Regions from separate parts of the Mus musculus genome. Here region 2 is linked to region 1. The links are chromatin contacts, called in public Hi-C maps. All regions are on one chromosome and are shown on one strand. The core of a region is the stretch at or near the end of the contact, and the rest is flanking DNA. Distances in the headings are between cores, read along the strand shown. Region 1 overlaps Unc5b (unc-5 netrin receptor B). Region 2 has its middle 25 kb from the start of Mir466j.

The links. A called contact is a pair of places that touch in the nucleus more often than the background predicts.
Region 2: a Hi-C map of the N1E-115 cell line shows a contact between it and region 1, with 6 times the contacts expected there. The contact joins two enhancer-like sites. A contact is called at or near these places in 2 of 15 datasets of contacts at CTCF or cohesin (embryonic stem cells and stem cell-derived epiblast-like cells), 45 of 484 Hi-C or Micro-C datasets (the AML12 cell line, the C2C12 cell line, the HL-1 cell line and 22 more), 6 of 115 datasets of contacts at active chromatin or transcription factors (astrocytes, embryonic stem cells and epiblast stem cells) and 1 of 9 other capture datasets (embryonic stem cells).

Annotation. Positions count from the first base shown.
Region 1 is chr10:60,766,546-60,772,137 of GRCm38.p6, forward strand. Unc5b (unc-5 netrin receptor B) reads right to left here. Exons shown (of 17, transcript NM_029770.3): 14 at 2,563-2,712; 15 at 1,779-1,943; 16 at 435-616. Among named protein-coding and RNA genes, the nearest start is that of Slc29a3, 17 kb to the left of the region's middle. Within about 2 kb of position 3,401, at least 7 of the 459 cell types and tissues checked have an H3K27ac peak or open chromatin away from gene starts, as enhancers often do. A contact at or near this core is called in the N1E-115 cell line, where this site is marked.
Region 2 is chr10:60,982,807-60,988,398 of GRCm38.p6, forward strand. No RefSeq gene overlaps it. Among named protein-coding and RNA genes, the nearest start is that of Mir466j, 25 kb to the left of the region's middle. Within about 2 kb of position 2,490, at least 16 of the 459 cell types and tissues checked have an H3K27ac peak or open chromatin away from gene starts, as enhancers often do. A contact at or near this core is called in the N1E-115 cell line, where this site is marked.

The DNA.
Region 1 (5,592 bases), core at 2,151-4,650:
TCCTTAGAACAGTCAGTGCTCTTAACCGCTGAGCCATCTCTCCAGCTCTAAATGTCTTTTTAAAAATTAATTTTTAGCACATGCATGTGAATGTGTGTGTGTGTGTGTGTGTGTGTGCGCGTGCGTGCGTGTGTCAGAGGACAATCTCACGAGTCATCCTTAGCGATACCATCCACCTCACTTGAGACAGGGTTTCTCATCATTCAGCTAGAGTGGCTGGCTAGCAAGCTCCAGGGAGCTTCCTCTGTCTCCCCAGTGCTGGGATTATCAGTGTGTGTCAGCATGCACGACATTTTCGCACGGGCTCTGGGGACTGACGGCACAAGGGAAGCTGAGCTGGGAGCTGGCCTTTGTCAGCTGGGATGTGCACCCCACTGCTGTGCCAGACCCTGAGGGTGAGGGCAATGGGGATGACTGCAGCTTGGGATACTCACCGGTCCATGGACAGCTTCTGCGCCAACAGCCTCCAGTCGTTGCCCCGGGAGTTGGGGGCGTCCAGGCTGCTGCAGATCTTTTGGCGGATGGACAGGGGTATCTTGAAGGCATAGGGTCCCAGCTGGGTGGTGATGGCATTGCCCGGGGCAGAGCAGAGAGCATCCAGGGAGCCAGCAGGCGTCTGGAAGGGCGGAGATGGGAATGAGATAACCTCAGCGCTACACAGGCATTCACCCAGGCAGGCAGACTATGGCTTCCCGCTCCCCCCAAGATTGATTGATTGATTGATTGATTGATTTTATGTATATGAGTATACTGTAGCTATACAGATAGTCGTGAGTCATCATGTGGTTGCTGGGATTTGAACTCAGGACCTCCAGAAGAGCAGTCAGTGCTCTTAACAACTGAGCCATCTCACCAGCCTTGAAGCTGCAGCTTAATCGGTAGAGTGCTTGCCCAGCACCCATGATGCACTGGGCTCTAGCTTATCTTCGTCTCCTCTGGCTTCTCCCTAGCCCCAGTCCAGAGGTCAAGGGTTGCTCTGTCCCGCGTCAGTCAGGTGTGATCTTGCTTGGGATGGGCCTTGGACATATGCTGACTTAGCCTTGGGATAAGGAAGCCGCAGGAGTCATAGCCAGGGCCCAGCCCACACAGACCAGCTTTGATGTAAGTGGGGAACAGTCGAGAGCTCTCTAGACAGGTGACCTGCCTAGGGCAGAGTAGGCTTGAGACCTGTGAGGAGTGCTTTCTACTACACCGGTCAGCTTAGTTTGGATTTAGTGGTTGGGAGCCACAGGTCAGCCCTTACCTTGACCAGGTTCAAAGCCAGCCTTGCCTGGTGGCCATATATAATATACGGATACTCTCTCACTAAGGCTTTATTTTTAAAGATAAGGTCTCACGTAGCCCAGGCTGTCTCAAATTTACAATGTAGCTGAGGACAATCTTAGATTTCTGATATGATCCTCCTGCCTCTATATCCCAAGTGCAGGGGTTACAGGTGTATAGCACCACACCTGATTTTATTGGTGGTGGAGACAAAGGCACCGTACACGCTACTCTGCCAAGTGAGCTACAGCCCCAGCCCTTGAGACTCTCATCTTTCACATGGGGACCATTATAACCCTATCCCCATAGGCATGATACCTCGTATGGTAATATATGTCATGTGAACAGTACTCAGTAGGCGACTTTTTGCCCACTCTAGGTGGCCAGGTCCATGCTATGACTCAGGAGGTGAAGGAGAGGGGTCTGTATTGGAGATGCTGGGGAGTGGGGTGCTTATGTGCCTGAGTCCCAGCCCTCCCCCTAGTTCCTCTCCCTGGGGTATCATTGAGCCTCACCTCGGCCAACGTTGTGTGCAGCTGGAAAATCTGGCCTTCCCCTTCGACCTGCCGCACGCAGACCTTACAGGTGAACTCCGTGGAGGCCAGGCTATGCCTCTCCAGGGTGAAAGTGCAGTGCAGGGCTCTCTGGCTGCCATTCCAGACGTGGTAGAAGGGAATCTCCTGCAGGAAAGGTGGGCAGGGTTGCAGGGGGGGTGGGGCACTGGGAGAAGTGAGTGGGGCCCAGCCTTACAGAGGGCTGGGCTCCAGGGGGCAGCAGGAGTCTCTCTGTGAAACAGTAGGGAAAGCTGGGGCTAAATGGCACTGATGTCTCCCTTCTGGGAGAGAGTGGAGAAGCGGGTCTGTGTGCGAGGGGGAAGACAGAAGTCTGAATGTGCATAAATATAGAAGCTGGAGTATGTGGGGCCTGAATGGTGTCACACACTGCAAGACGAAGCAGAGGGACTTTAGAGCCAGCGATGAGCAGAATCAGTCTGCACGCTTGCAGTTGTTCCGATGGGTGTGGCCCCAGACCAGCAACTTGCAGTATAAAGGGCTGGAAGTGGGGTGTGGCAGGGATGGCTGTGTGTGGCTGTGTTGGGGGAGGTGCAAAAGGGGATGAAGGTGTGGCTGTTCATGGATTAGAATTTAAGCTTGGGCCTGAAGATTGCTGGGAACACGGAGAATGGTAAAGTGGGAACACAGGGCAGGGTTAGGAGACTTGGAAAGCAGGGCTTCACTACAAAGGATGGAGCAGTGGTCCCCCCCTCCCCCGCTGCCCCTCCCCAGACCCAGGGCTCACCTGGTACTTGGCCAGTAGTTTGCTCCTCCAGTGGGCATGGGGGATGTCATGGAGGGAGAGGCGTAGGTTGTGGTAACTGTCCTTAAAGAGCAAAGGCTTGGGCTCCTCCACCAAGTAGCCACCCAGAGTCCTCTCCAGCTCCAGGACCTCCTGTAGGTGGGGCAGACGGAAGGACTTGTTACCCTTGGCATATGGCTCTTTTATATTTTTTTTTTTTAAGATTTTTTATTTATTTTATGTGTGAGTACATTGTTGCTGTCTTCAGACATGACATCAGATCCCATTACAGATGGTTGTGAGCCACCATGTGGTTGCTGGGGATTGAACTCAGGGCCTCTGGAAGAGCAGTCAGTGCTCTTAACCGCTGAGCCATCTCTCCAGCCCCTCTTTTATATTTCAAGTTGCTGGTCTGGGGCCAGACCCGTCTGATCCAGCTAAGAAGGTGTTTCCGATGAATGGCTGGACAGATACACCAATGGATGAATGGGAAAGCTGTGGCTAGGTGGATAGCTAGACAGACAGACAGACTGACCAATAACATGGAAAGCTAAAAGACAGATTAATAGGGAAGTGGATGGATAGATGGATGGATGGGATTCATGAATGGATTTCTGGTGGCTGGATAAATGAATTGATGGGATGGCTAAGTAGATAGACAATAAACTGGATGGATGACACATGGGCGGACAGGGGGATAGGTAGATACACAGAGAACATATGTGTGGGTAACAAGAACTTGGAAGGAGAATTAGATAGATGGGTTAGATGTATAGAAGGATACTGACAGGGGTCTGCTGGAAGGATGGAGAACACAAAGATGATGGATGGATGGATGGATGGATGGATGGATGGATAGATGGATGTTGGATGGAGGATGGATGGATGGATGGATGGGTGGGTGGGTAGGTGGATGGATGGATGAATGGATAGATGGGTGGATAATGGATGAATGGGTAGATGGATCGATGGATGAATGATAGTATTGTGAATATGGTTTATTGCTTGTATTATGTTAACTGGGTTCCCAAAATTAAATGGGAATTCACACACCTACAGGTAGGATGCTGAGGGTCCCTGGTCCCAGTTGGCTTTGATTGATATAATGGCTGGGCAGTGAGACAGAAGCAGGACTTTAGGATTCCTGGCCAAGAGGCACAGGAGAGAGAGAAAAAGGCAGAACCCCATGCTGGGGAAGCAGAAGGATCAGGCGTGAGAAATAAGACAGAGAGACAGCCAGCATGTGAGAGTCGGGGATCAAAACCCAGGTGGGCGATAGGTCTGCACCTGGGAAGGCCAAGATGGGACACAGGTTTTAGAAAGTAGTAATTCAGGAATATCAGAGGGGTAAGTGGGTTAGCCGCTGGGAGGTCTGGAAGTGCCCAGCCATTGAGCTGTTTAAGGCATATTAGATATAAGGCTGTGTGTGTGTGTGTGTGTGTGCGCGCACGTGCCTTCCATTCAAGAATCCAGATCATTGGGGTGAGTTCCTCACTATCTGCCCGGGAGATTAGAGAGGATTAGCCAACTACTGTAACATGATGGATGGATGATGGATGGCTAGATCATTGGATGGATGTGTGGGTAAGCATAAACAGATAGATACACAAATGACAGGTATATGAATAGAAGGTCATTTGAAGGAAAGACATACGAGCGAAGAGAATGGCTGAGTGAACAACTGGCTGTTTACTGTGCAAGTGTATTACTTATTACCACAATGAGTGAAAAGGTAGAGGGCAGATGGACGGGTGAATAGACAGGGCTTGAACAATTAAAAGAACGCAACTGAGCCAGAATGTGGTGACTTCCCTGTTGATCTTCACACCACCCTCTGGCTCAGATGGACAGCAGCCAATACCAGTGCCACAAGATCCTTCTGGAAAAAATTCCCAGCCGTGACCACCCCCCTTTTGGAGGCCTCCTGGAATGTCAGGGTAATACAGCCCCACAGAGGACGCCCTTCTCCCACAGGGCCTTTTCATCTGGGTTGCATCAGTCCCCAGCACGCAGCCTGAGAAAGTCACATGAGACTCAAGAGACAGAGTGACTGGGAGAGACCACAACTCAGAGCTGGAAAGAGGCACTGGTTTGCCAGAGAGAGCCATGAGGCTTCTGAGAGGGCTGGAAGAAAGATGGAGAAGAGAGCCAAGTCTATATCCTCCCTTTCACGCTAGGATGAGACCGGGGACCTGGGAATGGGACAGAGTTGGGGAAGGAAGGGGCACGGGCTTTGAGGCATGTATGACAGACAGGTGGGACGCCCACTTGGGCTCCACATCAGCCAGTGTTAGCCCCCTTCCTCTCTGCCCATCCTTTCCCTCACTTCCGGTCTCCACTGCCTTTTCTTCTGTGTCTGCTAGAAGCTCAGGTTTTCCTAGCTCATCCCATCAGTTCCTGGTCTGTCCATCTCACTGACCACCCACAAGGCCCAGTCTCATCTCCTGGCCATTGCTACTGCCTGCTATGTGGGGCATACCCCCAGCTTCCCAACTTGCCTCTGCCTCTTGTTCACCAATGTTCCTGTTATACACACACACACACACACACACACACACACACACCCCATAGCTATAGGGAATTCTACAAAGTACCTGTGAACAGGTGTCTGCCATAGCTGGGCCCCTCACCACTGGTCGGCATCCTGATTGCTAGGCATGACCTGAGCTTGCTAACAAGCTACTATCTCTCCAGCCCCCCCCCCCACTCTTACAGGACTACTCGTACACACATCCTACTCTGCTCACGACGCTGAGCCGCACACCTGTCTCGGCAGAAGGTCGCTCTGTTGGTCTGAAATGCCCTTCCTCTTTTCTACCCAGAGTGACAACTTGTCACCCAGGGCTTAGGCCTGAAGTCCGCTCTCTCAGACTTCTCAAAGAGATTCCCCTGCTTGTCTCCCACCTCCTGCCCAGTCCTAGGAGCTGCGGCCTCCATGCCTGCCTGAGGGTCCATTGCTGTTCTGAGGCTGGTGCCAGAAAGAAGCCTGTAGGGACCACGCATCTGGGGAGGGTTCTAACAACCAATTGATTG
Region 2 (5,592 bases), core at 1,240-3,739, 220 kb after region 1:
TTGCAGGAAATATTTGAAAAGAATGGCAGTTTCCACACTTTGTCCCTGGTATTCTCTGCCCCGGTGGTCTCACAAGCTAGTTCTTATCTTGTGGAGACTGACTCAAAGCTCCAAAACCTCTCCACCCAGCTCGCTAAGTTCTCACTGGCAGGTGGCTGCCATGCCAGCCCCATGCTTCAAATCCCCCATGGCCTTTGTGGCACACATCAGGCAAACCCACGCTTTGCCACTGTACCTTTCTCTCTGGGTTCCAGAGGAGCCTCTCCGTGAAGGAAAACGCAACACAAACTTAGTTTGTGAACAATGGTAACTCAATCTCTGGGCGCAACAACTAAAATCCTAACTTGTAAGCCTTATTAAATCTAGGTCCTCCAGCGGCGAATCCCACCAACAGAGAGACACAGAGACAGAGAGACACAGACAGACAGACACACACACAGACACAAAAGCATGCATACATAGGAACACACAAAGAGGGGTGTGTGAGTCCCCCAAACAGTGTCATAAATTAAACCACAGTAAGATTGCACCAGAATGGCCCCATGAGAAAAGCTGGCAGTACCACATGCTGACCAAGAAGATATGGGTTCCCAGGTGTCTCACACTCTGCTGCTGTGTCACAGTCTGCCCTACTTCTGCCAGAGCCATGTTTTCCCTCCATGATAGACTCTGTCCTCTGAAACCATGAGCTGGAACCCCCTGCCCCCAAATTGCTTCTGCCAGATATTTTGTTATACTTCTGAGAAAAGCATATACCCATGATGCTCCCCGTGACCACGGTCAAGGGCCAGGCTGCTGCCCGTGGCTCGCCTAGATGCCCTGCAGCTGAAAGTCAGCTCAGGGTCACCAAAACCCCACAGCATTTCGGGCATTGGAAAATGTGTCCTCTGGGCTGGGATTATTGTGTAAATTAAAAGGCCCTCTTTCCTAGAAGACACAGACCCTTGTCACACAGGATTAGATTCCAGCTCTCCTGTGCCCCATAGTCTGGACCTTTGTGCCCAACTGCACCCAGGGATCACTGGGCCCTTTTCTTTTTATTATGTGTATGCATGTGGTGGGGGTATGCACATGAGCGCAGGTGCTGCAGAGGCCAGGAGAGGTCATCGGATGTAGCTGGAGATGCAGGCAGTTGTGAGCTTCCTGAACCCAGATCCTCTGTAAGAACAGTACGTGTTCTTAACTACTGAGCTATCTCCCAGCCCCCCTAACCTCGCTGTCTTTGAGCAAGTCCCTTGCTTCTCTGTGTGCTTCAGTTTCTCCCTTGTAGAGTAGGAATCAATAGTTGTAAAGACTCAGTGATATAACAGAAAGAAACTTGCCTTGAGAACTATGATAGGCTTGGGGTACATGCCGTTCCCCTCCTAGCCTGGCAGACAGATAGAAGGTGGATGAATGGTTGGGGCATATGAAGGTTCCTCATCCACTGGATTTGGAAGCTCCTGGGAGGCTGGTGAGGAACACCTCTGAGTGTGTCCGTGAGGGGGTTTCCAGAGAGAATTAACTGAGGGAGGAGACGTACCATGAACGTGGCTTGTACCGTCTCAAAGCCTGGCATCCTGACCTGAATAAAAGCTGAGTATAGTCATCTTTTCCTTCTGCTTCCGAGCCATGGGAGGTGGACTGCTTGGCTCTACCATACAGTTTCCCCCCCGTCATGGAACAAAATTTCCAAAACTGTTAACCAAGATAAATTTTTCTTTCCTTGTTCCTATCAGGTAGAACTAACTAATACAGGGAGTGAGTGTCTAATAGGTAGAAATGGAGAATAGGTGATTGGATGGATGGTCAGATAGGTAGGAAATTAGATGGATGCATGGATGGATGAATGGTTCACGGATGCATGGATGGATAGATGCATGGATGCATGGATGGAAGCAAGGATGAATGGATGGATGCATGCATGGGTGGATGAATGGATGCATGGATGGATAGATGCATGGATGCATGGATGGAAGCAAGGATGAATTGATGGATGCATGGATGGATGCATGCATGGGTGGATGAATGGATGCATGGATGGATAGATTGATGGATGGGTGGATAGATGGGTGGATGGACAATAAGATGATCTCTCAACTCCAGCTCTTAGTTCTTTGTTCTCCCTGGAGCAATGAGAGGCAAGAGACTTGGAAGCTACAGTCAGTGTCTTCTGATCTCTCTTTTGTCCCCCAGGTATCCCCAACTCAGTCAGTCTCAAGATCCTGACCATTTGAGTTCGAATGTCTCTGAAAAACTTCTCCAGTATGTTTGGAAAGGGCCATGGCAGGAAGGTGAAGGGAGTTCACATCTTAGGCCAGTCCCTCCCCCAGCCCATGAGGTCCTGCTCTCCATGGGATGGAGGAGCAGAGCCCCCTCCTGGGCCCTGATCTGTAACGAGATAACTGATTGTTCTTTCCTCTTATTCTCCTTCTCCATAAAGGGCTAGACAGAGACGAGGCAATTAAAAGGCGTTCCCAGCCGCCCAGAGAGATTCAATGAATATTAACCGGCTTCCAGCTGCCGTCTGGCAAAGGCCTTGGAGCAGACAGCTCCAGAAAGGTTTCTGGGCCCTTGGGATGACTCAATTTTCAAGAGAACAATAGGGGAGTTTGCTCTGCCTGGTGACCATTGAGCGTCTCCTGCAGGAAGAAATGAGGTCCTGCAGCTGCCCGGATGTAAAGCTTGAAGAGACTGGGCTGGGATGCAGAACAGGGACTCTGAAGTCACACACGTGGTATCTGTCACGTATGCAAGCATCTGAACAGACAAGGTAGTTGGCTAGGTGTAGAGGGATTTGTGGGAACCAGGGGAAGGCTGGAACCAATATGGGCAGGGTCACCAGACTTTGTGGGCTTTTTTCAGAGAACAGGAGTGACGGTGAAGAAGAGAGGTGTATGTGTCTCATGCACACACCTTACTTAACCTGTCGTGTCCTGCTGGTCCTCTGGTCCAGAGTAGACAATGGAGATGCACAGGGAGTTGGTTGGCACCTGACTTCAGCCACATCCTGCATCTGGTTCTTAGCATGGTAGTTCAGAAAAGAGCAGAGGCTAGCCCAAAGCCCCGCAGCTACGGAGTACATGAGTGTCAGCTCTCTGTCTCGCTTCTACCTGTATAACAATCATCTTTGGAGCACAGCATATATAGCCCCCACTCCAAAGAGCCTCTTAACCCAAATCTAGATGACACTCCCTTCACAGATACTGGCAGGCCACATTCTATGGACTCGGGAGGAATTCTGTCATTTCTCATTTAGTTCTTTTGGAATCCTCAGTGACTCACATGGTGCCCATGTATCATGAATGGGATGGGGATGTTCAGACAACAAAATAAGTCTACACAAACCTATTCCAGCCTTTTGCTCTTGAAGCTGGGGGTGGGAGTCAAAAGTGTCAACAGACACGCTGTGGATATTCATTCTACAATAGACGAGACAAGCCCTAACCAGAGCTATGGCCTGCCCATCCCACTAGGTTGCTGGTATTCACGGATGGACATGCAATGAGGCCTGGCAAGGGAGCCACCCCCCCCCCCCAGCTGTGAGTTGGCCAGGCAATGCGAACAATCTCCTAGGTAAAGGGGCTCTTCAGTGAGTAACAGGCTGAGGCTTCAGCTCTGTACCTTTTCTCTGTCCTGGTTCAGAACTATCTAGGAAACTCTGGCCTCAACACTCAGCCCAGCCCCGGCCTGGACCTAATCTGCCAGATCTTTCCAGAAGCCTCTGTCTTGGAGGTAGGCAGACTTGGGTACCAAACCTTGTTCAGAGTAGCCCTGAACAAGTTATTAAAGCTCTTGAGGCTCTGTGTAAAGAACTGGAACTCAGGGATGTCACCCGCCTGGGAGCTCAGGTATGAACAGTATATTCAGTAAGTACATTAGCTAAGGTTCTATAGAGAAACAGAACTGATAACATGAATATCTATCTACATAGCTGTCTGTCTATTGGTCACACACACATACGAAAAGGGCATTTATCAACTGGCTTAGAGGCTGAGGAATGGCTAGTTCAACAATAGCTGTCACCCAACCCAAAGACCAAGATCTGGTGCTGTTCAGTCCGCAAGGCTGGATGTATCCGTTGGAATCCTGAAGACGTGGGTTATAATACCAGTGAAGGAATGCCTCAGCAATGGGATAGATGAACTTGTCAGCAAGGATGAGAGCAAGCAAGCAAAAACATCCTTCTTCTGTTTCAAGGTAATCCCGCCAGAGGCCACCACGTGGACAGTCTTAAAGCCAAGAAGAAAATCAATATTGCCAGCCTGCAGTCGCACAGGGAACTTAGTCAAATCACACAGGCCCGAGCTTTACAGATCTTTGTCTTTTGTGCACAAAAACCACATCCTGGTTGTCACACTTCAGTCTGCAAGAAGCAAAACTACAGAAGTCAAAAAGCAAGGTTAATCCATCTAGGAACTTGTCTGGATCCCAGAACTATGGGCTAGAACTTTGTTCCTGTTTTGGCAGGTGTTGTGACCTGCATGCTGGGTTTTAAGGTCAGAATGGTGCCTCTAACGAACGTGGTGTCAGTCATGCTAAGGTCTGGGGACCTGTTAGACTTCCATGTCCTTTTATGTAGGCTGCTACCAGAAAATATGGCCCAGATTTAGGGTGGGTCATCCCATCTCAAATGACACAATCAATGAATGTATGCCCAGCTGTTTGGGTTTTAGCTGATTCCAGCTGTAAAGTTGACAACCAAAATTAGCCATCATGGTAGGCATCAAGTAGGGCCAAGATTGAGATGGCAAATGGGTGTACCACTGCCAGAGTGATGCTCCACAGCAAGCTCACCCCTGCCCCAGGGTGTGGCTGATGAAGCTCCGCCCACCCCATTGGGGTACTCAAGGTGCACAGGCAGTTGTTAGAAAGAAGTCTTATCCTTCCTGCCTGCTCATGAGCTGAGGCTCCTCCCTGAACACTGTCAGCACTATTTTTATGAATCCATTGATCAGCAAGTCTTTGCTGAGCATCTGTCTGGTTCACTACCAGGCGCCCCCTCGATGCCCCAGGGGACTTAGCCAGATGCCTCCCAGATTGCAATCAAGCTGCAGTGTAAGGGCTCTCCTTCGGTGTCTCATATGCTTAGAGCAAGAAGGTCACATACCTCTAATGTGGTGTCAGTCATGCTAAAGTCTGGGGGCCTGCTAGACTTCCGTGTCCTTTTATGTAGGCTGCCACCAGAAAATATGGCCCAGATCTAGGGTGGGTCTTCCCATCTCAAATGATGCAATCAAGGAACATATGCCCAGCTGTTGGGGTTTTAGTTCATTCCAGATGTAAAGTTGACAATCAAAATTAGCCATCACAGTAGGTGTTAATAAACCATGCTAAGATGGAGGTTCTCTGCATTTAGGATGGGCATCCCTGCTGCCTCTCTTCTTGGTAGTGGCATCAAGAAGAGAGGAATGGTACAGCCCATCTCCACCTTGGCATGGTTTATTGATGCCTACCGTGATGGCTAATTTTGCTTGTCTACTTGATTACACCTGGAATCAACTAATACCCAAACAGCTGGGGACAAACACCACAAGAGGAAAGGAAGGACAAGGACCCAAGAGAGAAAGGCTCCCTATGGCATAAAGGGCAGAAGAAGCCCCCTTGGAGCCT